Linked DNA regions of Gossypium arboreum: region 1 is linked to region 2. A link is a contact called in public Hi-C data. All regions are on one chromosome and are shown on one strand. Each heading gives the region's core, a stretch centred on a gene start, on an enhancer-like site or on the middle of the called end of the contact. The rest is flanking DNA. Distances are from core to core; before and after follow the strand shown.

Region 1 (7,278 bases), core at 3,419-5,918, 160 kb before region 2:
CGGTGGGCTTGAGATTTGTCAGCTGAAAGATCAAAATACCTCTTTTTTTTTTGAAGTTGGGATTTTACATTCTAACAAATCTAGAAGCTTTATGGGTACGGGTTTTGCTAGCAAAGTATGTTGTTCAGAAAGGTATTCCATCATAGAAATGACTCTTTTCTATAGAACGATCTTTCTAAGATATGGCCCCTGCTTAGAGAAAACATTTTTTGGTCTATGGTAAATGGTTACACAGTTAGATGTTGGGAAAATAGTTGGATTACAGAGATTGGGCCCTTGGTGAATTTAATCTCAACTAATACTCGCTTTACTATGGACTGTTGTATTAAAAAGATGATTACTAAATGGGATGTTAAAATCTTGATCTCTTTCATGTATGGTTGCCGGAAGATTTAATTAGACGTATCTCTAGCATTCTGCCTCCGCATCCTTTAGCAGGTTCAAATAAAATTGCCTGGACGAGAACTTCATCTGGTTATTTTTCTATTAAAATCGCTTATCGTAAGGTTAAGGAAAGTTTGTGGAATTCTATAGAAGAAGCTTGGAAATTACCTTGGAAGGTTGAGGCGCCTCAAAGAGTCCAGGTTTTCCTTTGGTTGGTTTTCAAACAAAGATTGCTTACTCAAGGCGTGGTGTGAGTAATGATGTAAGATGCTCAGTTTGTGGTCATGGATATGAAGATGTGCTTCACGCTATTAGGGATTGCGACATAGTGAAAAAGGTATGGTTTCGAATCATTCCCTCTAATAAACTAACTAGTTTCTTTTCAGGTAATTTATAAGAATGGCTTGAGTTTAATTTGGAGAATCATATTAATATCGATTGGGGGAAAGTTAATTGGTCGTGCTTCTTTAGACTTCTTGCTTGGTGAATTTGGATGAACTGTAATATAGTCACTTTCCAAGAAATGCAGTGGAATATAGAGGAGGTTGTTAAATGCACTCAAAAGGGAGGGAGGTCTGGTAGTCATGCATCGAGTGAGGACTTTGTGGGAACAGACAAGTGCATTCGCATTAAGACTGATGAAGCTATTAAAATTAACACAGATTTCGCCTCTACAAATAGAGTTTTGAGAGACCAGAACAGAGATTGGGTCTTTGGTTTTAATCGCAGAATATGAATTTGTTCTATTTTTGAAGCTTAAGTGTGAGGCATTCTTGATAGTGTGACTTCGGCGCAAAAAAGATGTCATGACAAAATTCTGATATAGAGTGACAACATGGAAGTCATTGGGAGCATTAAGGAGTCCTTTTTGAAGGGGACAAATTTTGATTTAATAAGGCACATTTTTCAACTTTTAAGGAAGGAGGCTAAATGGGTCATTGGTTATGTTCTTAGAGAAAATAATATGGAAGCTGATCAAATTACTAAGTTGGCTTTTGATAAAGAGGGAAGATTACAGTTATATGTAGCTTTTCCTTTAGTTTTCTTTCTAGTTTTTTTGTAACACTTCTTTTATTCACAAAAAAAAAGTGTTTACAAATTTTATACATTTAAATAAATTATTTTATTTTTCAAAAAATTATTTTGTAAATTTTTTTACGCATAAAGTAGCATATTCTTGGAATATAATAAAAACACATGGGGCCTAAATAAACTTTAGCGAAAGCTAAACGCAATGTAAATTTCTTTTGAATAGTTAATAATATAATATTCAAAGAAATGAATCAAGACAGATAGTTGGCCCATGTTCATAGTCTAAAGTCTAACATATATATATATATATATTCTATTTGATCTGTTTTCCTACAAGGGATTAATATACAATTTGGTTGAGAACTTCATACTTGTTTTTCCTCCATATAATTATGTGTAACTTATGAATCACCCACCAAATCTACTATATATATTTTTTAATATTAGTTTCATTATAAGTTCTTATTATATCTTCTCCTTTTTTATAAAATGTCTAGAACTACCCTTAAATAGGAGGATAATGTACTTCAGCGCACTCGAACCTACGTCCTCTTATACTGACAACAATGTTGATGCCAATCAAATTAAGACTCAATCAGTAACTAGACTTTTTAAACTGATCAAATAATTTTAAAGTTGTCTTTGATTTTAGGAACCAAAACATTTGGATTGTTTGTGATAATGAAGGGTTTTGGAGTTAAAAGAGTCAAAGCGGATGAAATGATTCACTAAAATCGGGTTTTATATCCTGACTCAGTTGATTCATTTATTAAACTTAGAAAGATGCAGCATCTCTTACTTTATATCTCAACTTTTGTACCAGGAAAGTAACATTTCATAACCTAAACAGCAAAGGAAATGTTGAAAAGGTTGCCTAGATGCCCAATCATTATAAGTTGTCGAAAAGAATGTTTTGCCACTTTTGCTTACTGGCACTAATGGAACAGTACATGTACCTTTGGTTGAACTTTGAGAGTTTGACCATTTTGATTAATTCTTTGTTTCTGCAAAAAGTTTTGCATTGCTTGTTCGTGTAAATAGAGGAAGAGATTCAGCAAAACGATCGATTTCCGATAAACTGAACAAAGAATCCAGGACTTAAAATACTCTCTCTTTCTGCTGTTTGATGCCATCTTTCCAAGACTTATCTTTCAGCCTCTAAAACTGCTATTTTTGTAACTTGGCGTTTCATCTGAGATTTCTGAAGAGCACTGGCTTATTACCTCTAATGGACCTGAGTCCCTCAATGGCTTGCATGTAACATGTAATCACAAACTTATTTAGCAAACACTCAAGGATAAATCCAAAAGCATATACTATATTGTTGAAAACAATCCAAGAAACCATCAATTACAGTATCTCCATAAGCACCTTAGTAACAGAATTCGATTACGTTAGCTCCGAAACACTCCTAGAGATTCAACAATAAGGCTTTAAATCACATGATTTCAGACTCTGTCCCACTCAAATTCCAAACCAACTTAAATTGACACGACACCAGCCAGCAAGCTCCGATATATTTCTCTCATTACGTGGGAACACAAGACATTCCCATGACCAAGAATAAGAACAGTTGTCTCCTTTGCAACTCAAAGTCGGGATTGGAAAAAAGAAAAGAGAAAACATAGACAAACACAAACTTCCACCTGTTCAAAACGGGTTACCTTCCAATAGGTCCAACAAAAACATGGTAATGCGAGGAAGATTTCAGATCAATTTAAGGAATGAAAATCTTGACTTCATTTATGTAAAAAGAAAAGCATAGCGCAATTCAAGTGGCAGAATTCATCCTAATTCAACTTACAATGGACAGACAAAACTGCCAGAGCTCAAAGGCGAAGAAGATAAGTAAATAAAAGGCATGGCAAAATGCGATCAATAGGGAAGGGCTTCATTTGGCATGTCCCAGTTATCTTCGTCATCCTCATCCCCCTTCTTTGTAGATACTTCCTGCTTGTTTGGTTGTGAAAATCTTGCTTGGGGACGCCTGATCACATATGCATCAGAGAAGACATAATCATCACTAATTATTATCAACCAGAGATAATATAACCACAAAACAGAATATGCTCATTGAGAGCTAAGATAAAAGGGTTGGAAATTGACCATGAACTCAAACAGAAAAAGGCAAGGCCTAACTAGTTCATGGAGGATGTAAATGTAGAAGAAACAAATAAAACTACACCAAATATGTTACATGTTCAACTAAGATCAGAAACTGCATAGAATATACCCTTCTTAAACACTACTCTACAAGCTCAAATTTGAAAGCCTTGGTTCAATATACTGAAGTTGTCTCCTCAAACCATATTTAGAAATCAAATGCTGGGGATAACAGCTCAACTGAACACTATGCGCAAAGGAAAACAAAACCAGCTAGGCCTTGACACATTGCATTGGTAAATCAATCACAAGGAAACTGCATAGGCTTCAATTTTCATCGCTAAGAAACAAATACCCAACAATAATTTTCTAATTTTCCCCTTCATATCCTCCAAGCTCCACCAGGGAACCAAAACTGTCTAATCTCATATGAATTCTTCAGCCCTTATCTTTCTTTCCACCCCAATTAAAACCCAAAAATTCCAATGCTAAATTACTCGAAAAAAAAAAGTCAAACAAAAGAGCCTAAGCATATGACATACATTGCATAGCATCCAAAGTTCCTTTCTTTTTCTTCATTATCTTCACACAGTTTACAAAAACAAAGGAAAGGCCAAAATTTTACCTTCTACGATTACGCTTAGCAGCCTCGCGTGACTTACGCTTCTTCTCATCTTGCTTATTCTCAAAGAACCTCCTCCTCTTACACTCTTGAATAACACCAGCTTTCATGACCTCTCTTCTGAACCTGTTAAGCAGTCTTTCTTCAGGTTCATTGTCATCCACAATAACCTGGATATTGTAAGCCGATTTGAAGAAAAGGGTATTGGCATTTGCAAGAGAAGGGCATATAACTGATGACAATTCAGTGGATAAAGAAGAAGATTGATCCTCTGGAGCTGACCATGAGAGAGGAGCATTTTTGGGTTTTTGGGAAGAGAGTGAAAGACTGTTGAGAGCCGGTGGGGCTTTGGGTGGAGAAGGATTAGGAGGTAAAAGGAAGGAGAAGAAGTTTGAGAGTGAGAGTGAAGTAGCCATTGTTGTGGCCTGTGGTGTAGATTGATAGGCTCAGCCTGGCTTTGAGTTTTTCAGTTTGTGGATGTTTTCTGACTCTCCTTTCTCACATGGACACTATCCCTTTATGTACTATTTGAGGATAAGCTGACTCGGCCTTGATTGACTCTTAAAAGTTTAGGCCAACTTTGGGTCTTAAATTTTATTGGGTTCTAAAAGATTTTGGGCCTTTAGCCTTTTTCGAGTCTAAAAAATTAGGGAGAGGGAACTTAAATTTTTTTTTGTCTAATTGGAACTTAAATTTAGAAACCGTAAATTAACTTGATGCTTCTTTTAGGTACTTTACTAATTGTTAAAATATGTCGACGCTACATTGATGACAAATAGCACGAGCACACATCGAAGCCTTATATTTTGATACATGATAAAATAAAATAAAATGTTTAAATTTATAAAAATTATAATTTTTATTTTTTCACTTGTAGAAATGTGAGATTGTCATGTGCTATTATGTTATTGAATGTCAATGTCACGTCACATATTTTAATTGTATTAATCAAATACTTAAAAAGTGTCAAGTTAACTTATGATTTCAAAGTTTAAGTATCAATTAAATAAAAAATTAAATACTAAATTAATATAAATTGTCAAATTCAAATATCTTCGTATATATATATATATATCCAAGTTGATATTACCTATGATTATTTGGAAACAATGAAAATAGCTAATAACCTATATATATATATATATATATATTATAAAATTAACTCTTAATGAGTGTTTAAGAATTAATAGAGGTATTTTAAGTAGTATAAATAATTAATAAGGGTATTTTAAATAATATAAAAAATAATAGAGATATTTTATGTTGATTAGGGATATTTTAAGCATTAGAACTTAATAAGGAAATTCATGTATTTTCTAAAAAATAATCAATTTACTTATAAATTATAAATTTTATTATTATAATTTTTTTATTTTTATTTAATGTATATGTATCTATTATATATATATATTCAACTGTTTTTAGAGTTACTGAAGTAAATAGATATATTTTGATATTTCAAGAATATATTAAGGACACTTTTGATATTTTATAATATTAATTAAGTTATTTATATTTATTACTATACTAATATTTTTAAATTGTGTTATTGTATTTTTATAAATGTTGTTTTCATTGTATTTTAAAGGCATTGTTAATTAAATAAGTATCATTGTTTTTACACATGGTCAAAATAATTATTTAATCTCTATATTATATTATTGAGGTTAGAATTATGGTTAGCTTTTTTTTTAGGGGTATGTACGAATAAAGGTCTATTTTTAAAATTATTTACGGAAATAAGCCATTACTAAAATAATTACGGGTACGGATTGAAAATAAAAAAATACATTGACATGGATGCGTTTTTAAGGGATGACCCCCAAAAAAAGGCTTTCATGTCAGCGCTTTTTTCCTTGTGTTAGGTAAAATCATGTTGACATGGACACGCTTTTGCTGAAAATTTTAGAAAAGGTCATTTTTTTAAAAATATTACAAAAATAGACTAATTTTTTTTAAATTTACGAGAATAAGACTTTATTAAGACCCAAAGCGGCCTCACCATTTTTTTTTTTGTGTACCACCAATTAATGTGGAAATAAAACTTGCAAAACATATATTTATATAGAATCAAAGTCTCATTTCCCTTGTTTTCTTAAGCAATGTGGGATGTAAGATATGTGTATATATAGATTCATGAATAAGTTTACAGCTTGTTCGTAGACAATGTGACATTCTTTCATATTTTAACTAACACCATAAGATTAAAGGCTATACTATATTTTATAATCTTTTACAAAACAATTTCTATTTTTTATATTTTGTTAACGTTTTCTCATATTATAAAATTATCTTTTGATATATTTAACCTTATTGTATTCTAGAATTGTTTAGCACTTAGATAGTTTTTGTTTTGTAATTTTAAAACTTGATATCTCTTTTTAAATATTTTACTATACTCATTAATTTTTAATCCTAATTTTAAATTTAATTTTCATCACCTAATGAATGCTGATAAATTTATTTCAGATATATTTTGACTATATAAATAATCTCTTTAAACATAATATATATTATGTTAAATAAGTTTTTATAGAAATATATAACATACTTAAAATATAATAAATATTTTCATATTTTTATATCTAGATTAAATTACATTAGTAGTCACTTAACTATGATTTTTGGCTATCGAATTATAAAACTTATAAAATGATCACTCAACTATTAGTAATTTTTTGGTCACCTAATTATCTTGAATTTTGAGGTATGTAACAAAAAAGATAAATTTGAATAGTTAAATGACAATTTTGTAAGATAAATTTGAATAGTTAAATGACAATTTTGTAACTTTTCATAAATGATGATTAAAAAACATAATTAAATGACTATTTTATAACCTTTTATAATTAAGTGATAAAAATTACCTTAAATACATAAGAATAGACAACTTCATAATCAATTTTTATATTACATACGTATAATATTCTTTATATGTAAATGATTTTTGTTTTAATATAACTTTCATTCATTTGAAAAGAAAACAAATGTATATGAATCGATTCATTAATAATTTCAAACCTACATATTATATTGATTGTTTGCATCAAGTTTTAGTGTTCAATAAATAAACCTATATAATCTTTTTAGTGAATATCTAATAATATTAGTATTGAAGTATATAAAATGAGATTGCT
Region 2 (7,406 bases), core at 4,509-7,008:
GCACTAAGTGTCTTGGGCAATACGTGTGTACGGTGACGAGATTGGCACTAAGTGTGCGTGCTGGAAATATATGGCACTAAGTGTGCATGCTGGAAATATATGGCACTAAGTGTGCAAGCTGGAAAAAAATACGACCTTTGGGTGTGCGAGCTCAAGGTATGGCACTATGTGTGCGGGCTTAAATCGCGTGGCACTAAGTGTGCGAAATCGAGTATTAAGCACTGTGTGTGCATACTCTATATATATGGAGGGTGTGTCTCCATCGAATTGAGTATGGACAGCGGATCGGGTAAGTACCTTGAGCTCATGACGAATAGAAAATACGTTCATGCTCGGGGTTGAATTTGGTAAGCCTTAAATTTATGTGATGATTGGAATTGTATGATTGTGGTGGAAATGAGTTAGTGTGTGAAAATGCTTCAAATATCTTGTTGGGTAGAATATGAAATGTGGATGTATGACTTGGTATGAGATTGGACCGAAAGGTCCGAGGAATTATGGTATAGACTCGACATGGATGAGTACCTAGCCTCGTTTATTGTTCATGTTGTAGTAACTTTATCAGTGGATTGATGAATGCTTATGACTTACTGAGTTATAAACTCACTCGGTGTTTTCTTGTCACCCATTTTAGGTCTCTCGGACTCGTATTGTTTGCGTGATCGGAACCGTCGTTGAAGTCATCACACCGCTGAAATCTTTTGGTATTGTCTTCGTTGTTGAAGAACATTTGGCATGTATAGGCTATTATATTTTGTTGAACTGTGGGTTGTAAACTTTAAGCCATATGAAAATGGCCTATGCGGTCGTCGAGTGGGATGCTAGAACCTATAGCCACGAGTCTTAGAAACTTTAAATTTTGATAAGGTGGCCATAATTTGTGTCATGCATGATGGATGATTAAGGCCAAGGAAAGATTCATGAAATTGGCATAGTCTACTGCAGTAACTGTTGCAGACAGCAGCAGTGAGATGAGATTGAAAAATCACTAAAAATAGTATAAGTAGAATTAAATAGTGAGTAAATTATGAAATTGAACCTTGATGAATCTATTTTTATATGGACGAAACGAAACGACCATATGAGCAGTATACTGAGAAATATTAAAGTTCTCGTGAGACAGGGCCAGAACGGTTTCTGGGTCCCCTGTCGTGACTTTGAAAATTTACCATAAATTATCCAGAAACAATTAGAAGTCATGCCTTATATGAATAGATTCCCCTTTGAGTCTAGTTTCATTAGAAACAAACGGCATGAGCATTAGAGCTCTGTACGAGATGATATTCAAGTTGTAACGCGCAAAGGTCAGTGTAGTCGACCCCTGTAACATGGGTGACTTTAACTAATAAACTGTACCAATTGGCCTGACCAAAAATTCTAGAAATAAATCCATGGATGGATATATGAGTCTAAATTCAGGGAAAATTTACGGAATCAGTTTCCAAGTTTTGGAACTCGAGATATGATTTTTAAGGAGACAGTGACGCAGTTTTCCAGCCTGTCTGGAAATGCCAAATTGGTTGGTACCTTGAGAGGATTTGGCCCGTTAACCCCTCGTGTCCGACACCGGCGACGGTCACGAGTATGGGGTGTTACAGTTATGGAGTTGGATTTTTAAATGGTTAAGGATAAATGATGAATATGTGTAATTGTGTTATGCTTGATTTTGGCCTTGTAAATGAATGCCAAGATGGTTGGATAAATATTTGATTTTGGTATGTGCTTATATGTGGTTTAAAATTGATATAGGTGATGATTTTGGTTGAACATAGGTTAAGTATATTTGGGAAATTATGGTTGATGAATCATGGTATGTTTTGGCAAGGAATTGATGGAATGAAAATGTGCAAATGATGTCTTATTTTGTAATTGATATATGAATGGATTATGCATGGTATTAATTAGTTAATTGAGTACCAAGTTGAATTGATATAATATGTGTATGAAATGTATTGAAATGGTACCATTTTAATTGCTAGGTGTGCATGAGAAAAGGGTGGCAAGTTGGCTTTGCAATTACCCTATTTTTGTCCACACGGATGTGTGTCTCAACCGTGCGGTCATGTTACACGGCCGTGTGTCCTCTAGGGTAGTCCTTCAAATTAAGTTAGTATACCCTATAGGTTTGACATGGCCTAGACACACGAACGTGTCTACTGGCCGTGTGTGACACATGGGCTGGCACATGTGCGTATGGCCGGCTGTGTGACCCAAGTCAGTAACCCCTCCAGAATTTCCACGACCAAGGCACACGGGTGTGTCTATGGCCGTGAGGTACAAGTCAGTATAGGTGCCCTGTTTTCACACGGCCTGAGACACAGGCGTGTCTGGTGGCTGTGTGAGACACACAGACTGTTCACACGGGCGTGTGAAACTTGTATGCATGAAAATTTTCTAAGTTTCCTAAAGTTTTCAAATGTTACTGGTTTAGTCCTGAAACCTCTTCCAAGCATGATTTAAGGTCTCGTAGAGACTTATAAGGGACAATGTGATTACGTTTGATGGATGTTTATGTGTTAATGGATTTTCATATTAGAAATGTAAGATGTATGCTGTAATTGATCAGTAATGCCTCGTAACCCTATTCCGACAATGGATACAGGTTAGGGGTGTTACAATAATACTAACATATTGTAAACATTAAAATAATAATAAAATAAATATTCTCACATCAGTTTGCTATTTGTATTTACTCTTTGAGAGGGTTGAGGCTTAAGGTTTGGATAGAAACCTTAAGGGAGTAGCAATATTAAGATTTTGGGTAGAAATCTTAAGGGATATTGTAAGGTTAAATATTGTTCCCAAAGGTTATCAAATTTGTAAATTTGAGAAAATCCTTAGTTGTGGAAAGCTAAGGTAGTGGAGTAGACAATTAGGGTTGAACCACTATAAATTGAAGTGTTTATTATCTCTATCATTTTCTTAGCAACCACAAATTTTTAAGAAGTCAATTCACCCTATTATTGGTGATTTCGAGTTGAATTATCTAGCTTACAAACATGTATAGCTCATTTGAAGGATGGTTACATCAAAGGTGATAGAATGAAACATATTTCACCAAAATTATTCTTCACTCATGATCTTGAGAAGAAAGGTGATATAAAAGTTAAAAAAATTTGTTCTAGTGATTTAGATCTTTTTACCAAGGTATTGTCAACTTCAAAGTTTAAAAGACTCTACACAAGATTGGAATGCATCGACTCAAAGATGTAATGTGATTTGCCATTAGGGGGAGTAAAAAATACGTTGCACTCTTTTCATTTAACCAAGTTTTGTCCCATTAGGCTTTCCTAGTAAAGGTTTTTGACGAAGCAACTTGTAATAATAGATTATATACTCTTTTCTTTCATTAGGTTTTTATCCCATAGGGTTTTTCCTAATAAAGTTTTTTTTTACGAGACATTTTCATTGATTGACATCCAATAGGAGTGTTGTAAATCCATTGATAAATGGATGTACATAACCTCTTCAAATTTATCCTATTGTAACCCCTAAAGAATGAATATCCATAACCCCTAAATTTATTATCTTATAACCCTTAAATCATTTATAAGGTACCTTAATATTGGTCCTTAATGCTTTGGAACTTATAGTACTTGAAGTCCTATAAATAGAGGGCATGTACAAGCTTATTGTATACTAAGTGAAAGTTGAATCATCCTTTCATTTATTTATCTTTCTTTCTCTCTTAATGCTTGTATTCTTCGTTTGGTTCTATAATATAATCCTCATTCTCCTTTTTAGCACTCATCTTTTTTCTTTTTCTTTTTTTAAATTCTCTTATTCTTTCACACACTTTCTAGAATTCCTTCAAAAAAGGTGATAAATATTTTAATACTTCCAAGTGGGTCTCTCCAATTTGGTAATAGCTTTAATTTTCTTTTCAAGTTTTATTGATTAATTTCAAAAAATTTAGGATTATGACTTTTCTTGTGATAGTTTAGGATCTTTATGCAAGATTACTCATATTTTGATTGGGTAATTGTGTTTAGAGGTTAATTAATATAAATCCTTTAAGAAATTAGGATTGATTGTATTTATATAATCTTAAATTTCTTTAATATTGATTAGAAATGCAACAATCTTATTTAGAAATTGTTGTTGCTAGTGTGATTATTGTGAATCTTGAGTTTGAAATGATACCAAAAAACACTTAAAAGTGATTTTTATTTTTGTGAAAGAAAATTACTAGTTGTATGTTGGCTTCATGAAAGCTTTTGTATTTAAGGCTTAGATTTTTTTTGTTCTAAATGTTTAATAGAAATGAGAAAATATTTTAAAAGAAAATTTATTAGTGAAGTAGAGGAAGAAGAAAAAGAAAATAAAAGTGAATAACCAAAGTGTGATTCAAAACCAATTCAAAAAGAAAAAAAAAATATAAAAAGAGCCAATTTGAGTTTAGCCTCAAAAACTTTTTAGCCGATCCAAGATTGAGAACTAATATTACAAATTACCATTTAAATTTAAATGATAGATATAATATAAAAAGATTTATTTTTAGCAACATTGACAAAGATAAGATAATTAAGTATTCAACTGTTTCAACATATGAGAAAACATGATGCACAAATATAAAAAAGTACGTATTATTTAAATTTATTTAATGTATCTTTTAGTTATTATTTTAATAATTATTTTAATAATCTTATATTTAATCATATATATCGATTTATCAAAATTAATATTATGGAAAGAGAAAACCAAAAGCTTAAGCTAGCAATTAAGGAGAGAGTCCATTGGTGTGCATATGGTTAATCCAAAGGTTCTCCATTATTATTATTATATTGGTTATTAAAACTAATATAATGAGAACATCATTGATATTCGACATGACACTTGTTTAAAACCAATGCAGAAATTTGACAAATAAAAGGAAATTAAAATCCCAAAAGTAAAAGAGAAGGAAAGCTTGACCCACGACTCTTTTTTTTCTTTAATCTTGGAAACCACCTCAGCTTATGTATTAAGTTACAAGTGCCGTACAATAGAAAGCTAGTTTTCTACCGCGCATGAAATGAAATAAGCCAATAAAAGGCTGGTCCATCCACCACCATATCTTTAGCTGCATTTCGAGCTCCTTTTTTGGCTGTTGTCGTTGTTGCTTTGTCGGGTTTTAGCAGCCTTGTTCTTGTCCGTAACATGTCTTCTTCTGTAATATAATACGAAAGGATTAGTGTTGATCGTGAAAAGAATGAGAAAGAGTGCGGTGGCATTATTCCAATTTCCAATTGTCCACTAATGGTGGAGAAGATCTATGAAAGCATCCTTAAAAAGTGGTGGGTTTAGGTAACTCCCTTTTGTTAATTTAATCAATAATTGTTACTCCTTTCACCTCCATGAACCTTGTGGTGTTGGCGACTGTGATTGAACTAGTGGGGGCTTTAATTTCTTGTGTTAACATTTCAAGGTTTATTAACATGCTTTTTTTCCTTATCTATGGGCGAAAGCTGATTTGGCCTTTGTCCTAAATGCAGACATCTATCTTACTCAAATGCTATACCTATTCAACTATGACAATGACTCTTGGATTTATTAAATCAGTGGCAAATCCACCAACACTAATCAGTGGACAGCTACCACATTAAAAAATGTGAAAAAACGAACCCTCTAAAAGAGATGTCCATCCAATGGAATGCCATTTCTAGGCTGTGGGTGTGGCAACTCTCTTCCATTGGTTCTCATTAATCTCTAACCTTAGCTTAATATGGTACAATCTGAATATAAAATATGTAAATGTGATGGCCCAATATTAACAGTGATATTGTTCTATTACTTGAATTGAGTATTGGCCATTCTCAATTTTTGTTACTCTTTGATATCAAAAGACTACATTTTTTCAGTATCTCTAGAAATGAGCCAACCAAGGAAAAGGAGATGTTAATCATGGGCAGCATCAAATATTTGTTTTCTGAATTAAAAACATCTCTTTGACGATTGAAACAATAAATAATAAAACCAAATGCATCATTACTGTAAATCCAACATATGAGCCATTCTAAATTAAATGCCAAAAATCTCCCGGAAATGGGGGGGTTTCTTGCAATTGTAAATTCATTACTCTGATACCCTGTTCTCTTTCTCTATATATCTCTTCTATCTCTTTCTTTGCTTCAAATGTTATAGCTTTTGTTACTATTTACTCTCTACAAACTGTAGACTTCTTTGTTTTTCATTTTATTGACTTACCCTCTCTGATAAGTAAGCTTCTCTTCATTCTCTATATTTCTCTACGTCTAATGTATTGTTTCTGTTGTACTTTGTTTTGTTTTCATAATTTCCAGACACCCTTTTGGTTGTTTTCTGTTATATATATGTATATATTAGTTCATGAAAGGATGCTAATATAATCTGAATATGTCAGATGAGTATATCAGCTTGATCTGAAATAATTGTAAGCTTTATGTCCAACATGCTATGCTTTTGTAGGGTGTTTTCATGTAATCCTCTACCTGTTTTCTGATGAACAACATGGCTGAGGAGAGCTGCAGTGACCCCTCAGATTTAAGATCTCAGGATGTAGATTATTCATATGTTCCTGAGCTCAGTGATGAGCTAGAGAGCTTGATCTTGGCTCGATTTCCGAGGTCGGAGCATTGGAAACTTTACTTGCTAAACAAGCATTTCTCGGATCTTCTAAAGAGTGGCGAGTTGAACAAAATCAGGAAGGAAATTGGGTTCAAAGAATCATCCATATTCATGTCACCTAGTGGCCAAAACTGTTGGTGGGCATGTGATAGGCTGTTCAAGTCTTGCAGGAAGCTCCCAGAGTTACCATCATTGGATATATGCTTTATAAATGGAGATAAGGAATCAGTTTGTGCTGGGAGCCATTTAATTGTATCCGGCAGGGAAACATTTGGTTCTGTCGTGTGGAGATTTGAACTCGAAACAGGTAAATGGTTCAAGGGTCCTTCCATGATTGATCCTAGGTGCTTGTTTGCATCTGCAACCTGTGGCACCTTTGCTTTTGTGGCTGGTGGGATTGGGATGGATACTAGAGTCTCGAATTCGGCCGAGCAATATAACCCGGAGACGAAATCGTGGGAGTTGCTGCCTAGGATGCATCAGAAGAGGAAGCTTTGCTCAGGTTGTTTCATGGACAGCAAGTTTTATGTGATTGGTGGGAGAGATGAGCACAACAATCAGCTCACTTGTGGGGAGGCTTATGATAAGGACAATAACACATGGGAATGGATCCCAGATATGTTGAAAGATGATAGTACTGATAACCAACCAGCTGCAGCCGCTGCTGCGATGTCGCTGCAATCGCCACCGCTTGTTGCCGTAGTGAACAATGAGCTTTACTGTCTTGAAACATCATGCAATGAGGTGAGGGTGTACATGAAGAGCAGCAAGACATGGAAGAATTTGGGAAAAGTACCAGTTAGAGCTGATCTTCATGAAGG

Evidence for each region. A called contact is a pair of places that touch in the nucleus more often than the background predicts.
Region 1: a Hi-C map of leaf shows a contact between it and region 2, with 2.8 times the contacts expected there. The contact joins the promoter of LOC108458259 here to the promoter of LOC108459691 in region 2. A contact is called at or near these places in 2 of 5 Hi-C or Micro-C datasets (both in leaf).

What each region holds. Positions count from the first base shown.
Region 1 is chr4:24,413,756-24,421,033 of ASM2569848v2, reverse strand. LOC108458259 (30S ribosomal protein S21, chloroplastic-like) reads right to left here and starts at 4,668. Exons shown (of 2, transcript XM_017757584.2): 1 at 4,145-4,668; 2 at 3,133-3,403. The coding sequence starts at 4,557. The coding sequence ends at 3,292.
Region 2 is chr4:24,250,114-24,257,519 of ASM2569848v2, reverse strand. It overlaps LOC108459691 (F-box/kelch-repeat protein At3g27150-like), which reads left to right and starts at 5,758. Exons shown (of 2, transcript XM_017759092.2): 1 at 5,758-6,198; 2 at 6,427-7,406. The coding sequence starts at 6,460.